Regions from separate parts of the Oryctolagus cuniculus genome. Here region 2 is linked to region 1. Evidence: chromatin contacts called from public Micro-C data. All regions are on one chromosome and are shown on one strand. The core of a region is the stretch at or near the end of the contact, and the rest is flanking DNA. Distances in the headings are between cores, read along the strand shown. Region 1 overlaps STAB2 (stabilin 2). Region 2 overlaps LOC100355689 (putative tetratricopeptide repeat protein 41).

The links. Hi-C and Micro-C count contacts between places; a contact is called where the count stands out from the background.
Region 2: a contact with region 1 is called in a Micro-C map of ear pinna, with 17 times the contacts expected there. The contact joins two enhancer-like sites. A contact is called at or near these places in 4 of 6 Hi-C or Micro-C datasets (ear pinna, psoas muscle, skin fibroblasts and 1 more).

What each region holds. Positions count from the first base shown.
Region 1 is chr11:106,426,703-106,430,773 of mOryCun1.1, forward strand. The region is part of intron 5 of STAB2 (stabilin 2); the gene reads left to right. Among named protein-coding and RNA genes, the nearest start is that of STAB2, 26 kb to the left of the region's middle. Within about 2 kb of position 2,614, at least 1 of the 8 cell types and tissues checked has an H3K27ac peak or open chromatin away from gene starts, as enhancers often do.
Region 2 is chr11:106,708,921-106,712,712 of mOryCun1.1, forward strand. The region is part of intron 11 of LOC100355689 (putative tetratricopeptide repeat protein 41); the gene reads right to left. Among named protein-coding and RNA genes, the nearest start is that of NT5DC3, 37 kb to the left of the region's middle. Within about 2 kb of position 2,096, at least 2 of the 8 cell types and tissues checked have an H3K27ac peak or open chromatin away from gene starts, as enhancers often do.

The DNA of each region.
Region 1 (4,071 bases), core at 1,364-3,863:
TAAGAAACCTCAGAGTGACTTCTCTATTCTCTGATTTTTGGTTGCCTCTGGAAGCAGACCCTTAGACAAGGATTTGAGTACAAGTAGTTTATCTGGAAGGTGTTTTCAGTAACTTCTTGATGTCAAGGAGGAATGTGAGGAAAAGTAAAGGGTGTGTTATCAAGACAGGCACCATTGTGGATGGCTGGGAGTCAGTGAAAACCACATAGCAAGCTGGTGCCGTGGCTCACTAGGCTAATCCTCTGCCTGCGGCACCGGCACACCGGGTTCTAGTCCCGGTTGGGGCGCCAGTTCTGTCCTATTTGCTCCTCTTCCAGTCCAGCTCTCTTCTATGGCTCGGGAGTGCAGTGGAGGATGGCCCAAGTCCTTGGGCCCTGCACCTGCATGAGAGACCAGGAGGAAGCACGTGGCTCCTGGCTTCAGATCGGCACAGCGCGCCGGTCATAGCAGCCATTTTGGGGGTGAACCAATGGAAGGAAGACCTTTCTGTCTCTCTCTGGCTGTAAACGTTAGCAATTGTTATTACCTGTTATTCCCAGCAGCCTCCTCGTCTTAGGTTTCTTCTCCCACCACTCTGTAAAGCACCATCTCATAAAGGTGTTAGCAAGACCAAATTGCAGGCAGATAGTGGCATTCAGTGTGGATTTAAGATTAACATGACGGCCAGCGCCGCGGCTCACTAGGCTAATCCTCCGCCTGCAGCGCCGGTACCCCAGGTTCTGGTCCCGGTTGCCCCTCTTCCAGGCCAGCTCTGTGCTGTGGCCTGGGAGGGCAGTGGAGGATGGCCCAACCGCTTGGCCCCTGCACCCACATGGGAGACCAGGAGGAAGCACCTGGCTCCTGGCTTCGGGTCAGCACAGCGCCGGCCGTAGCGGCCATTTGAGGGGTGAACCAACGGAAGGAAGACCTTTCTCTCTGTCTCTGACTCTGCCTGTCAAAAAAAAAAAAAAAGATATTGAAATTGAAGTCAGTAAGAAATTATAATTGATAGTTTAGAAATGACATGTCTGCTTCTGAATTGGCCCTTCCCTACTACAATGCTAGAATTAAATTATATTTAGTAAATACTGAAATGGGAAGAGAAAGAAGAGAGCTAGCATTGCTTAGTTCCCAAGAAAGTAGAGGAATTGTTTGGGAAGAAGATGAACTGGGTTGTTTTAACAGACAGGCGTCGATGACTGGTGAACACAGGTGCACCTAGAGAGTCTGAACATTCCCAGACCATGAAAGTAGCCTCTCTTCACATTTGTCTGTGCCATGGAGAAAGGCCAAGTGAAAGGGAGAAAGATGATTTAGAACTCTGTATTTCTAAGTAAGGAAACTGGAAACCTAAACTGAGAGCTTGGGGTGGGGGGGATATTTCCCCAACCCAGATCCTAACAGAACTTCCTGTGATGTTGGAAATGTTCCGTAGCTGCATCAGTCAACATGGTAGCCACTAGCAACGTGTGGCCATTGAGCACCCGAGGTGTGGCTGGTGCAACTGAGGGACTGAACTTAAAATTTAATAAATACAAATTGAATCCAAATAGCTACACCTGGCTTGTGGCTAGCACAGCCCTAACACAGAGTGGTTGAAGTGGGCAGGCTGCGAAGTCAGACTGGCCTGAGTTTGAGAAGCACCACAATTGCTACGTGACCTAGGCCAAGGGACCTAACCTCCCTAGGCTGTAAACCGGAAGGAATAACACCTGCCTCGTGGGGCTGACAACATAACAAAGCTTACAGCAGCATGTCACAAGCAATCGAGGGGAGCAAGAACTAAGTGACAACAAAAACAATCCACCAGCAAGCAAAAAGGAATGTATGAAGGAATGAACCGGTGAGGGAGTCAGTAATGGCTGCTTATTTCCCATTGGCAAGAACTAGAACCTGTGAGTGTTTTTTAGCCAGGCGTCCACTAGGGGCCAGTGTTGCTTCATCTAATGTGATATCGGTCCCTAGCATGTGGCAATTCTGCCTGGACCTGAGATGGCTCCATTAGGTGCAGTGTATTTTTAACAATGACTTTACCCTGCCACTGGAGCATTCTCCTACCAGGCTGTTTATTGGTTTGGAGATGATTTAGAGCTGCACCAGCCAATGCCAAATCCCTACCCTACTCAGTGCCCAGCCCCCAGCTAACACAGGATGCAAAGCCCATTTTCTCTGACATGGCTCCCAAATCAGTCCAACAGAATAGCTAGCATTTACTGAGTGCCTACTGTGTGCCAGGCAGTCTCCATACTCTGTGGGTGTTCTTTACAACTTAAGTGGGAGCACTCCTTCTGTGGACAAAAGGCAGAGGTCACTCCACGAGGCCATGCAGCTGGAACAAGTGCAGAAGCAGGATTTGCCCCCAGGTGTCTGATTCCAGCACTTAGGATTTCAAACACTGCACCATCCTGCCTCTGAGTGCCTACTACATATCAGCCCCTAGAAGGCTGATGGGGATTGTACAAGGGAGAGATTAGGTCCCTGAGACTAAAGAGCTAGCAATGTGGGCAACAATTATGTTACAAAGTTGCAGAAGAGCCAGCAGTTGGCTCCTGCCGTGGAACGTGTCTTGGGACCATGTACACTATTACCCCTCTGGCCAAAATGGTCACGACTTGGACCACTTCAGTGTCACACGGTCCAAGTTTCACATGTCTCTGGAGATTTGCTGAGGCCAGTTCACAAAGTAGCAATGGCCCGTTCAAGGACCATCTGGGAATTCCTCTGCTGCTTTCCCTTCCCAAGGACACTTCCTTGGCATCGGCTGGCAGCCCTGCAATGCAGTGTCAAACTCCCAAAAGCAGCTCGTGCCAGGTCAGCTAATCCAGTACAGAGGCTGCCCTGGAAGGAAGACAGGACACAGGAAGAGGCTGGTGCCAGGGCCTTGCAGCTAGGAGGGCAGTCTTACCACCACGGACAGCTCGGGCAGTCAGTATCTGAGTTGTGAGCAGGGCCCAAGTCCCTTGCCTACTCCGTCTTATGCCACTCAGCTTCATCCACGGGCTGCATGACCACACTTAGGATGTCAAATCTCACTGTTTCTCTTAGGATCTAGCTTCTCTCCTACACAGTGAGCTCCTTCAATTTAAATATTGTGAATTACACACACACCTAGTGCCTACTATATTGTCTGCTATTGGTGGGATCTGAATAAGCAGTTTAATGTTCTATTTGTTTGCATCTAATTGAATGGAAAAATGAGAGAAAGAAGTCTTCCACCTGCTGGCTCACTCCCTGAATGCCCGCAATGGCCTTGGCTGGACCAGGCCAAATCCAGAGGCCCAGGACTCTAGCCAGATCTTCCACGTGGGTAGCAGGGGCCCACACGCTTGAGGTATCATCACTGCCTTCCAGGATGCGTTACCAGGAAACCAAACTGGAGTAGCCAGGACTGAAACCAGCACTCCAATACGGGATGTGAGCATCCTTAGTGTTGTCTTAACCTGCTATGCCATAAAACCCACTGCTGCAATTTTAATGGAATTGAATCTGCTCTAGTAAAACCCATACACTGTGGCTCCCTCCATAAACGGCTTCTCTCCAGAACTTGTCATTTCCCAAAAGTTGCAGCCACAGGTGGATGTTGCGTGATTTCTTCTAATGGAAACAATGGCAGTTGGGTTTGGAGGCAGGCTGGCAACTGAAGGAGGCTGGCAGGTGCAAATCCAATTTAATTCTTGACGTATTTATACACAGAGGTTTGTGAGCATCAAATTAGATATTGCACACAGAACACTTGCAAAATGCCTGGTAGATAGTCAATGCCTAGAAAAAGGTGAGTGTAGGGCCAGGTCTAGAGCAGGGTCAGCAAGAAGCATGCCTTTGGTGCAAAATTTAAGAAGGAACCAAAAATCTCATGGAAGCTAAATAATTGTTCAGGCTTCCTTATGGAGCTAGAAATTCAAAATCAGCAGAGCCATGTTCCTTTCAGAGCTTCTAGAAGAGAATCCATCCTTGCCTCCTCCAGCTCTGGCAGCCTCAGGTGTTCCTTGGTTGTGGCAACATCACGCTAGTCTCTGTCGCCATCTTCTCATGGCCTCCTTCCCTTCCTATTGTAGGGACACCGGTCACATTGGAATGAGGGCTCACCCCACT
Region 2 (3,792 bases), core at 846-3,345, 280 kb after region 1:
ATGTCCAGCCTGCCCCTGTCCTAGAGTCAACTCCAGCTCCAGCTCCACACAAACGCACATATCCTGGGCCAAATTTGACCCCCACCCAATGCTCTCCTGGCTTTTCTTCTTCTTTTTACTGTCAAACTTCTCAAATCTGTCTCAGTGCGTGCATCTTCTCCCTTTCCTGATCACACACCCACCTCTGAAAGCCCTGTACTCCGGCTTCTCCCACATACCCTTGCCCCACTCACTCACTTAGGGCCTTCTCCAGGCCTCACTGTCCAGCACTGGGTGCCGTTGGCCACTCACTCCTTGATTTGGGGGAAACTTCAGCCTGCTTCTCTTCCAACCTTTCCCTCCTTCACGAGCTCTTCTTGTCTCCTGCCACTGGTTCAGCATTCCCAGGTGTGCAGACACCTTTCTGGTCTCGCTCTCGATCACCAACCTTAGATTTCCCTCAGTTGGCTGAACACTCCACTTGAATATTTTTCTTGAGCTGAAACTCAAAATTTCTAAAACCCACCATCTTCCATCCCAAACCCACCTTACTCTTTGGCTTTCCCCACTCTGTCAACCAGGCTCAGATTCTTGGGGTCTCGTTGATTCTTCCCCATTTCACAGCCATGCTTCCCATCAGTCTGAGACAGAGGCAGAGCGCCTCCCCCAGGGAGTCTGACAGACGTCTAACCCAGCGCCAGTCCACCTCTTGGATCCTCTGTCCACATTGCCAGTAACACCAGTCAGCATGTAAATGTGGCCCCATATTGTCAGCTTCTGTTCCCCTCCTCCTATTCCAGATTACTCACTCCTTGAGGACAGAGACCCTCTGTGGCACTGAGTAATACGTGTGGACATTCACAGCGACTGCAAGTCACAACCCAACTTCACACTGGCTCTCAGGTCTATGTAGCCACCACCTCTGGAGCACTGATGAAACTAAGCTCTTGCCAAGTGTGACTTCACTGCATATTCACAGCCACCCTAGGAAGTAGAGCTCATTACTCCTCTATTACATGGGAAAACCAAGGTTCGATTTGGCTAAATAAATGGCTCGGGTTTATGTGACTAATCAGCAGGAGGGCAAGGGAGTTCAACCCAGACCTGCCAATCTCCAAAACACTGTTCTGCACATTTTCTCAGCAGGAGCGCCTGTGTTCAGTGCAGAAACAAATGTGCACTTGGGTTTTCAGGCTGTCTGGTGTACCTACTGCGAAACACTGCAGGGAAGAAATGAGACCTTTTGAACAAACAGACCATCTACGTCAGAATTTCTCAAAACCAGTGCCACTGGTGTTTGGGGAACGAGAGCCCTGTGCTGTGCACCTCGTGCTGTGCATTAGAGGATGGCTAGCAGCATCCGTGGCCTCTACCCGCCATACGCCAACAGCAAGTCTCACCCCAAGTTGTGACAACCAAAAATGTCTCTAGCATTGCCAAGTATTCCCTAGGGAATGAAATTTGCAAACCACTGCATACAATTTTAAAACAAGCTGGTCTCTGGCTGGAGCTGTGGCTCAGTAGGCTAATCCTCCGCCTGTGGCGCCGGCACACCGGGTTCTAGTCCTGGTCAGGGCGCCGGATTCTGTCCCAGTTGCCCCTCTTCCAGGCCAGCTCTCTGCTGTGGCCAGGGAGTGCAGTGGAGGATGGCCCAAGAACTTGGGCCCTGCACCCCATGGGAGACCAGGAGAAGCACCTGGCTCCTGCCTTCGGATAGGTGCGGTGCGCCGGCCATGGCGGCCATTGGAGGGTGAACCAACAGCAAAAGGAAGACCTTTCTCTCTGTCTCTCTCTCTCACTGTCCACTCTGCCTGTCAAAAAAAAATAAAAAATAAAACAAGCTGGTCTCAAGAAATTATAAAAATGGTATAAGACAGAGTATAACAAGATTTCCCCACTTGAAAATGTTAGGCACATATTTCAAAAGAGTTGTTATTGCCCAAAATAGCTATATAATTTCAGAGCCTAGAAAATTCTTTCAATAGTCTCCGTGGTGGCTAGGCCCAAAGAACTGTTGCAAAAATATTTTGAGAACTGAATCACAAGACTGATGCCTCCAGAAAGAGACTGCAGAAGCTGGGAATTCTTGCTGGATGTCTCAGCGCTGGCGTGCTCCCCCAGTCAGCCCCACCCCTTCAAGACCACACAGCTCAGTCTGTGCTTCTCCACCGACAGTGAGTCCTGTGCCACTGCGAGCTCCATGAGGGACGGAACTGGCCACCTCGCTGCCTGCTATCAAACCTCCACACTCTGCTCAGCCTAGGCAAAGCCTTCAGTGAGTGCTCCCTGAGTGAATGACTGAGCGACTGGCTAGAATCAGACAGCTGATGAGGACCTAATAAAATAACTGTGTTTTCCAGACAAACATTAGACAGAGGAAATGTGGACCTCATGGGGGAAATGATCGTGGCAGGGAAAGATTCCACGGTCATAATAGGAAACCACTCTACTCCCTAAAAAATGAACAAGTGGTCAAAAGAGCTTAAATTAAATGCACTATTTCTAACCTAGGCCTCAGCATTTTATAACCCAAGGACAGCAATAACAAAATTGCTTCTAGTACTTAAGATCTCACTGTGTGCCAGATACCACGTAAGGGATTTTTGCATTTTCTTATTTGACCCTGGCAATGGCCCATGAGATAGACATTAGAATCCTTAAAAATGAGAACTCAGTAGGGCAACAGAGGTTAAAATTCCTGCAAAGGTCACAGAAGCAGTAAGTGACAGAGCTGGGGTTTAAATCTGGGTCAGCCTGAAAACACTCCAGGTCCCAGTCACTACTCTGTACCACCTTCTAAGGACATAAAGGAATTTAATTTGCTGACCAAATGGATTTGTTGATTTGTTTATCAAGTACCCCCAGATTAGAATATCTCATGGAAGATGTAAAAATTGGTAAATAAGCACTGTCTCTGTTGTAAAGGGAGTTGCAATGTTGAGTATCATGAATCCTTTTACATAGAAGCCCTTCCATAAACATGTATTGATGAGGGCAGGGGTAATATCTTAGGAAAATGTGAAGGTTAGAGCCAGTACTGTGGCATAGCGGGTTAAGCCACTGCCTGCAGCAACACCATCATTCCATATTGGTACACTAATTCCAGTCCAGTTTTTCCACTTCCAGTCCAGCTCCCTGCTAATGCACCTGGGAAGGCAGGGAAAGAACGGCCCACGTGCTTGCAGCCCTGTGGCCCATATGGGACACCTGGATAGAGTTCCAGGCTCATAACTCGGCCTGACCCAGCCCTGGCTATTGTGGCCACTTGGGGAGTGAGCCAGGAGATGGACTATCTTTTTCTTACTGCTTCTCACTCTCACTCTGTCACTCTGCCTTTCAAATAAATAAAATAAATCTTTAGAAGAAAAGAAAAAATTTTAAGGAATTTGTTTCAAAATAAGAACAACTTTGTCTTTGGTTATACTTCCTTTAATCCACAAACTATTGAAATCAGTGAAAATTAAAACAGTTCTTTAAAGGCAACAAATGTTATCTTAAAGCAATCTTACAGTTATATTTTATGAGTGAAACTTTCATTGAATTCAACAAAACCAAAAGTTCGTATTTGAGGAAAAGCGAATCAATATAGGGACAAGATAATAAACCAGTCTTCCCCAACATCTTCATGAGAGTTGAAACAAAGGCTTTGACCAGTCTTTTATTAATTCATTTCAATCCACCACTGTACTTTCCTTTTTGTTTATGAACTTTTTTTTCTCCCAAAGTTACAGTTGTGTGTATTCATTAATTCTGTAATGATTTCTATCTATTTAGTGCTTTTTTGTCATTAAATATAGTTTGGGGCATAGGTTA